2 separate regions of the Ovis aries genome follow, and region 1 is linked to region 2. A link is a contact called in public Hi-C data. All regions are on one chromosome and are shown on one strand. Each heading gives the region's core, a stretch centred on a gene start, on an enhancer-like site or on the middle of the called end of the contact. The rest is flanking DNA. Distances are from core to core; before and after follow the strand shown.

The links. A called contact is a pair of places that touch in the nucleus more often than the background predicts.
Region 1: a contact with region 2 is called in a Hi-C map of liver, with 5 times the contacts expected there. The contact joins two enhancer-like sites. A contact is called at or near these places in 2 of 16 Hi-C or Micro-C datasets (liver and tail adipose tissue).

Annotation. Positions count from the first base shown.
Region 1 is chr3:80,637,314-80,641,187 of ARS-UI_Ramb_v3.0, reverse strand. No RefSeq gene overlaps it. Among named protein-coding and RNA genes, the nearest start is that of THADA, 14 kb to the left of the region's middle. Within about 2 kb of position 2,042, at least 3 of the 54 cell types and tissues checked have an H3K27ac peak or open chromatin away from gene starts, as enhancers often do. A contact at or near this core is called in liver, where this site is marked.
Region 2 is chr3:80,414,332-80,417,847 of ARS-UI_Ramb_v3.0, reverse strand. ABCG8 (ATP binding cassette subfamily G member 8) reads left to right here. Exons shown (of 12, transcript XM_042246236.2): 9 at 297-373; 10 at 1,032-1,299; 11 at 2,352-2,479; 12 at 2,564-3,251. The coding sequence ends at 2,701. Among named protein-coding and RNA genes, the nearest start is that of ABCG5, 11 kb to the left of the region's middle. Within about 2 kb of position 1,852, at least 4 of the 54 cell types and tissues checked have an H3K27ac peak or open chromatin away from gene starts, as enhancers often do. A contact at or near this core is called in liver, where this site is marked.

The DNA.
Region 1 (3,874 bases), core at 793-3,292, 220 kb before region 2:
ATTTACTACAGGGGCCTTAGGCAATCCTACTGGGCGCTCTGGAGTTGTTTGGAAGGGACAGAGCTTCTGTCCTCCATCGAGCAGTTATTAGATCAGGTAGTGAGCTGTCTGTCGCAGCTGAGACAAGCTGCATGGAGGGGACAAATGCCTCAGCTCCTCCTGTGTTCTGGGCACTGTGGGATGGTTTGTGTTAGTCACTCAGTCATGCCCGACTCTTTATGACCCTGTGGACTGTAGCCTGGGAGGGTCCTCTGTCCATGGAATTCTCCAGGCAAGAATACTGGAGTGGGTAGCCATTCCCTTCTCCAAATGATCTTCCCGACCCAGAGATGGAACTTGGGTCTCCTGCACTGCAGGCAGATTCTTTACCATCTGAGCCACAGGGAAGCCCATGCCATGGTCTAGTGATATGATGTTGAACCAGACAAGGTCTCTGCCTTCAAAGGTAACTATGAGGGCAGAGTTAAAAAATAAGCAAAAACAGTATTTAAGAAAAAACCAGGAAATAGAAAATTATCTTGTAGTTAGAAACTGTATCCCATAAACTTAACAAAGAAAAATCCTTGCCTTTTATTGATGGCAATTAAAAGGTTGAAATATTTAGAGTGAAAAATCAATTCACTCTCTGCTGATAAAAAAAAAAATTGAAGAAGAAATAACAGTCATCCAGGAACTGTTCTAGAGAAGCTTGTATAGTAAATGCAATTGAAGCCACAGGAGATCACTTTGGTATTCATCTGTAATGGACAGTGGATCCCTTCAGCCCTGTCCAAGAATAGGTGATGGGCCTTGATCTCTATGCTGAGGCCTGCAAGTGGTCTCAGCTACTGGAAAAGAGGGCTGCCTTTGCAAGTAGGGGTGTGCAGCTGTTGGTACTGATTCAGCTCCTGTCGGCTTGGTGCCCCGACCCAGTCCCGTTCTCCCAGCCATCCTCTCCCTTATGTTGTTTTGTCCCTCTTCTTCTTCCACCTGTAGAATCTTTATTTCATCTCAGAGAAAAGCGCTTGCCTGTTATCCCAGTCTGTTACTTATAGTATGACAATAAACTCTGTTCTTGAGCCCTTTAGGGTCTAAATATTGGAAATGAACGAAACAATTTCTCGGCCATGAGTTTCAGAAAAATCATGTGGACCTTAAAAAGCCGAAAATTGCCTTCCTTGTCCCTGGTTGAGCTATGGTGTCCATTCCCTGAAGCAGGAGGAGTGGAATTGTCCTGGCGTTTTGGGTATGGGCAGAGGACCGTAATAGAGGTACCTGTGGACAGTGCTAAACCCTGTTCAGAGCTTCAGATGCTCCCCTTCAAATGAACATCTCTATTTGGATGCCCTGCTTCAAACTCTTATTTCTTTTTGTCTTGTTTCAGAATTCTCTTGAATTCTCCTGAATTCTCCATATAGCTTGTTTCCTAAAGCGGCAAAAACTCTGAAGATCTTTCTTTCCCTTGAACTCCATTCCCAGCTGACTAGTCACCAAGTTCTAGATAGTTCCATATCTGCAATAACTGTCCTAATACAAGACACAGCTAACAACCTCCTTACCCCAGCACCACTGATGTTCTGAACCATATAATTTCTTGTGAAGTGTCCTGTGTATTGTAGGGTGTTTAGCAGCATCCCTAGTCACGACCCACTAGATGTCAGTAGAACCCTTAGTTGTGACAATTAATGTCTCTGTACTCCTCCTGAGCTGGGCCATGTTGGAGGCAAAAGGAAAAATCTGTGCCCTATGTACACTTCTCAAAATGTCCTCTCATATTTTGAACTAAGTGCAAAAAGTTAAAGTTATACAATAACAAGAAAACTGAATTTACTCTTTGCTAATGTGAAATTTGAAGGAAAAAAAAACAAAACTGAAAACCATTCCAGAGATACTTTACAGTGCCCGGTACAAAATGAAAAGACAGGGCCCCTTCTTAAATTATGAAGAATTCACACTGATAGCAGAACAGTGAACAATTGGGGAGCCCTCTCTAAGTGTAGGGTCCCTCTGCATGTGAGGCCCTGTTCACCTGCACAGTTCCCATACCCTTGAAGCCAGACCTGAACCTCATGTTACCCAATCAGCCTGTTGGGAAATATGACAGCTGTGGGGCCCTGGGAACCTCAAGCAGATTGGAAACAACTGTTTCCATTGCACAATAACACACAGCCCTAAAACAAACAACACTGTGACTTTTTGGCATTCATTTTGATTTTTTCAAAATGTTACATTAATTTGACATATTATTTATCTTGGGTTCTCAAGATTTTAGCACTCTCTTAAATTTTGTACCTGAGGTGAGTTCCTTCTTAATCTCAGTCCCACTATGCTGCTGCTGCTAAGTCGCTTTAGTCGTGTCCAACTCTGTGCGACCCCATAGACGGCAGCCCACCAAGCTCCGCCGTCCCTGGGATTCTCCAGGCAAGAACACTGGACTGGGTTGCCATTTCCTTCTCCAATGCATCAAAGTGAAAAGTGAAAGTGAAGTCGCTCAGTCGTGTCCAACTCTTAGCGATCCCATGGACTGCAGCCCACCTAGCTCCTCCATCCATGGGATTTTCCAGGCAAGAGTACTGGAGCGGGGTGCCACAGCCCCGCTCTAGGCTTTGTCGAATGTTCCCTGATGGCTCAGCAAGTAAAGAATCTGCCTGAGACACAGGTTCCATCCCTGAGTTGGGAAGATCCCCTGAAAGAGTGCATGGCAACCCACTCCAGGATTCTTGCCAGGAAAATCCCATGAACAGAGGAGCCTGGTGGGCTCCATGGGGTCACAAAGCGTCGGACACAAGTGAAGTGACTGAGCACACTCACCTGCTGATTCAGAGCAGTAAGTCTTAAACTTGCCCTGCATCAAAATCACCTGCAGGGCTTGTTTCAACACAGATTTGTGGGTCCCAATCTCAGAGTTTTTGATTCAGTAGGTCAGGAGTGGGGCCTGAGAACTGGCATTTCTGAGTTGTCAGGTAATGCTGAAGTTGCTGCTCCAGGACGCATGGAGAACCACTACTTTCGAGCCTTCCTTTCTGTCACACCAGTGAGAATGATATTTCCAAAATCCAAGGCACTTCTCTGCTTGAAACCCTTCAGTGGTCTCCATGCCCTATAGAATATAACACATGCTATTTGCATGGCATATATTACTTTGATGGTCCCCCTCCTGCGCCTCCTACACAATTCTCTAGTAATACAGGACTGGATAACTTATTAAGTATCCTTTAATATTCAAATCATCTCTCATCTTTATAAGCCTCTAGATTGAGTTATGTGTTTTTTCCTTGTCATCTCATTGAACATTTTGTATACCTCTTCGTTAGTACTGAGCTTTATATAAACTAAAGTCTACCCCATCAGAGAGCAGAATCCTGGAGGACTGGAATTATCTTTATTCCTCTAGTCCCTGCTCTGTGCTGTGCTTAGTCGTTCAGTCGTGTCCAACTCTTTGTGATCCCGTGGACTGCAGCCCACCAGGTTCCTCTGTCTATGGGTAAGAATACTGGAGTGGGTATGCCCTCCTTCAGGGGATCTTCCCAACCCAGGGACTGAATCCAGGTCTCCCACATTGCAGGTGGATTCTTTACCATCTGCGTCACCAGAGAAGCCTTGCTATAGTCTGCTGCAAACAAGTGCTCCAACAGCATCTAAAGAACTGAGCTGGACCTACCCAAATGCTATCCTGTTATGGTGGAGTAAAACAAAGAGGAAAGGCTACCACCTCAATTGACAGCTAGAGATTTAAGTGTACAGGGAAGCACAACAGGGAGTCACAAGAGTCTTGAGGTTTAAGAGTCTGGCAAACAGTTTTCTAAATGTCTATGAGAGTCGAATTTTTTTTAACGGAGAATCAACCCTTAATGTATAATTGGTTACCTCTAGATCCTATTGTTAGCAATCCCAT
Region 2 (3,516 bases), core at 603-3,102:
TCACCATGACTGCTAAATAAAAGCTGAGGGTTGTTTTTAAACTTCATATATTAATATCAGTATGCAAATAAGAACAAATTACCTAGGAGTCTGAGGCTTTTCTCTCCTAGCAGGAGCTATATTGACAGCAATGCGCAAGTCACAGAATTATAAACATCTAAATTAGGATCAAAAATTGCCTTTTTTAAAAAATATATGACATTGAGGCAATAAAACTAGTTTTAATTATACAAAGAGAGACTCGAGCAGCAACACTGTAATTTCATTTTTTCATTCTCCTTTTCTGCCCCTTTTAGGTCACTCAGAGAGGGCGCTGCTCTACTATGAACTAGAAGATGGGCTGTACACGGCGGGGCCGTATTTCTTTGCCAAGGTGACTGGTCAGGCTTCAGAGTGAGTGCCTCATGGAAGAATGGGCAGAAGAATCTTCTCCACATTGTACAGAAGTTACAGGGAAGCATTTTGCTCAGCAGTGGGGCTGAGCATCATCTGTGGTTGCAGACGCCACAATCCTTAGGAGAGTTTCGGAGACTTGATGAGTCTCTGATAAATTTTTCAAACGTTTATCAGAAGGCCAGGATCGTGGACCAGGAATGACATTTTTCTGGCCACCAGAAACCTAACAGAGAAGAGGTGGGAAACATCTATACCTAGTGTCCTTCACCTCTCCAGTCTCTCCACATCCCTGGAAAGCAGGTTGGAAGGTTTAATGGTCCTCATTTCAAAGAAGTGGAGGCTCAGAGAAGTTAAGTGGCTGCCTCCAGGCCACACAGCTACCATGTCTGGGTAGGCAGAGTGGGGATTTGAAACCAGGTCTCCAGAGCCCTGAACTGCCCCAGAGGGCACATACAGCACCTGCAGGGGGAAGTCAGCAGTGAGTTCATGCTTGTGGGTCCCACATACCTGTGCCCACTAACCCTCTGGTGGCAACCCTGGTCAGCACCAGGAGGGAAGGCTGGGGACACTGGGGGCTGCTGCCTTGGAACATTGAAAGATCAGCAAATAAAGGCGCTGGCTCACATCCTTTGCAGATCCTGGGGGAGTTTCCTGAGCACTGTGTCTACATCATCATCTATGGAATGCCCATCTACTGGCTGGCCAATCTGCGCCCAGGCCTCGAGCCCTTCCTGCTGCACTTCCTGCTGGTGTGGCTGGTGGTCTTCTGCTGCCGGGTCATGGCCCTGGCCGCCGCTGCCCTGCTCCCCACCTTTCACATGTCCTCCTTCTTCGGCAACGCTCTCTACAACTCCTTCTACCTCACCGGGGGCTTCATGATAAGCTTGGACAATCTGTGGACAGGTGAGGTCGGCTCTCCTCACCTGCTCAAGCTTTGTGAGGCCTTCTGTGGCTGGATCAGTCTGCTTTCCCCTGGCATTGTGAGCTCATCCCTTTGGTCCAACTCAGAGTTGGGAGCAGATTCGAAGGAAGGGCTCCATGGCGGGCTGGGGCAGATGGCACCTTCTCATACAGCCCAGCTGACACCCAGGGGCCACCTTTGACTCTCCCTCCCTACATCACCAGTGAACCAAATTACTTCTTCCACCCACGTCTTTCTGAAATGTCCTCTTGCCTTATCCCCTGCCCTGGCTCCTATCAGCTGATCTTGGGCCAACTGTGATAGTCTGGTGTCTATGACCCTGGTTCCTCCACGTCTGAACCCTCACCCCTGCAGCGCTAGCTCCCTAAGGTGCAGAGCCAGTCACTGCTCTGTCCCAGTGGGCCCGGGGCTGCTCACTCCTGGCTGCCTCCACCTGACTTCTGAAGTCCTCAGTACGCTCCACACCCTCAGAACTGAGCCTGTGGATCACCGCTCTTCACCTTCCATGGGCCTTTCCTGATGAACCGGGCAGGGTTCACCGCTTCCTCCTCCTCCCTGAGCCAGGATGCCTCCGTGGGGTCAGGGTACAGACTCAGTCATCTCTGTAATCTCTGGTGTGGGGCTGCTGAGACTCCAGAGTCCAGAGGTTCTGTGAAGCTGAGCACGTGCTGGACCTAATCAATTACTTTCTGGAGTTACTATAGGTCAAGCACGTGCTGGACACCTAATGAAATTACTCTCTGGAGTTACTATAGGCCAAGCACGTGCTGGACACCTAATGAGATTGCTCTGTGGAGTAGTTACGGTAGGTCAAGTGCACGGTGATCCTGCAGCCGCTCAGCCCCTCTGTCCCAGCAGTCCATGTCTCCAGCTTCCCCTCTGCCCTTTCACCCTTTTGTTCTCTCCCCCGCTCTCAGCTCCCTCGGGGGACTTGCTGCCCCTGGGTCAGAGCCACCACGGCATCTCTACAGACTCATTTCCTAGGAGGCAGGTGGTTAGACCCTGTGAATAATATGACTCTCACTCTCTGCAGTGCCTGCGTTGATTTCCAAGGTGTCCTTCCTCCGATGGTGTTTTGAAGGGCTGATGAAGATCCAGTTTGGTGGGCACGCTTATTACATGGAAGCTGGCAACATCACCATCCGTATCCCGGGAGACCTGGTAAGTAGCCCAGGCCTTGGCTGTACATAGACAGCGGCGCTCTGAGCGTGTTCTTAACCAGCTCACCGATGTCTCTGTCCCCAGATCCTCAATTCCATGGGCCTGAACTCTTACCCGCTCTACGCCATCTACTTCTTTGTCATTGGCATCAGTTGTGGCTTCGTGATCCTGTACTATCTGTCCTTAAGGTTCATCAAACAGAAATCAAGTCAGGACTGGTGATTCACGCCCAGACTCCTGCCTGCTGGTGAGGGACTCAAGAAGACCATTCAGCTGCACTCCCTTCCTCCCAAGGAGCCCCTTCCCAGGCACCGGGAGGATCAGGATAAAGCTCCGCTACATCTGGTCCACACTGCTGCAGTGGCACAGGCTGGCCACAGGATGGCAGTAGAATAAAGACAGTCAAAAGGGATTTCTGCTCACCAGCTGGAGGTTGAGATTACTGGGAACCTGAAAACCATACCTGGGGGACACCTACAATGTCACTAATTTATTTCCTTTTGATGTATATATTTGTATAGGCAACTAATACAAGATGGGAACAAATTAGGTATGAATCGAGGCGTTAGGCCATGTGGAAAAAGTAACATAATAGCTAGTGGAGTATCTGGCGTCATCTTCCAGGGTCCCCCAAACTCTGAGCCATTCTCAATATAGAAAATGACCTAAAACATATCAGCGAGATGCCATCTCTTCTTTTTGTGTGAGGTCATGTGCTCCAAAAGCTAAACTGAACAATTAAATATTTATTGAGCAATTGCTCTGCGCCAGATTCAGGGCAGAACACTTTTTTATGTGGACCACGTTATTCAGTTCTCTGTTAAAACAACCCTTTGTGGTAGATGGTATCCCATTTTATAGATGAAGAAACAGAGGCACAGACTAACTGTTAACTAAGTAAGGTCACAGGCCCAATATGCGGTGGAGTCACACGAGGTCAGAAAGGCCTATAGGAGTTAGCAGGCAGAAGGCAAGTCCTGGGCCACTGTAAGGCTTGGAAGCCCAGGAAGATGAAAAGGTCTATGGACACTGTGTCA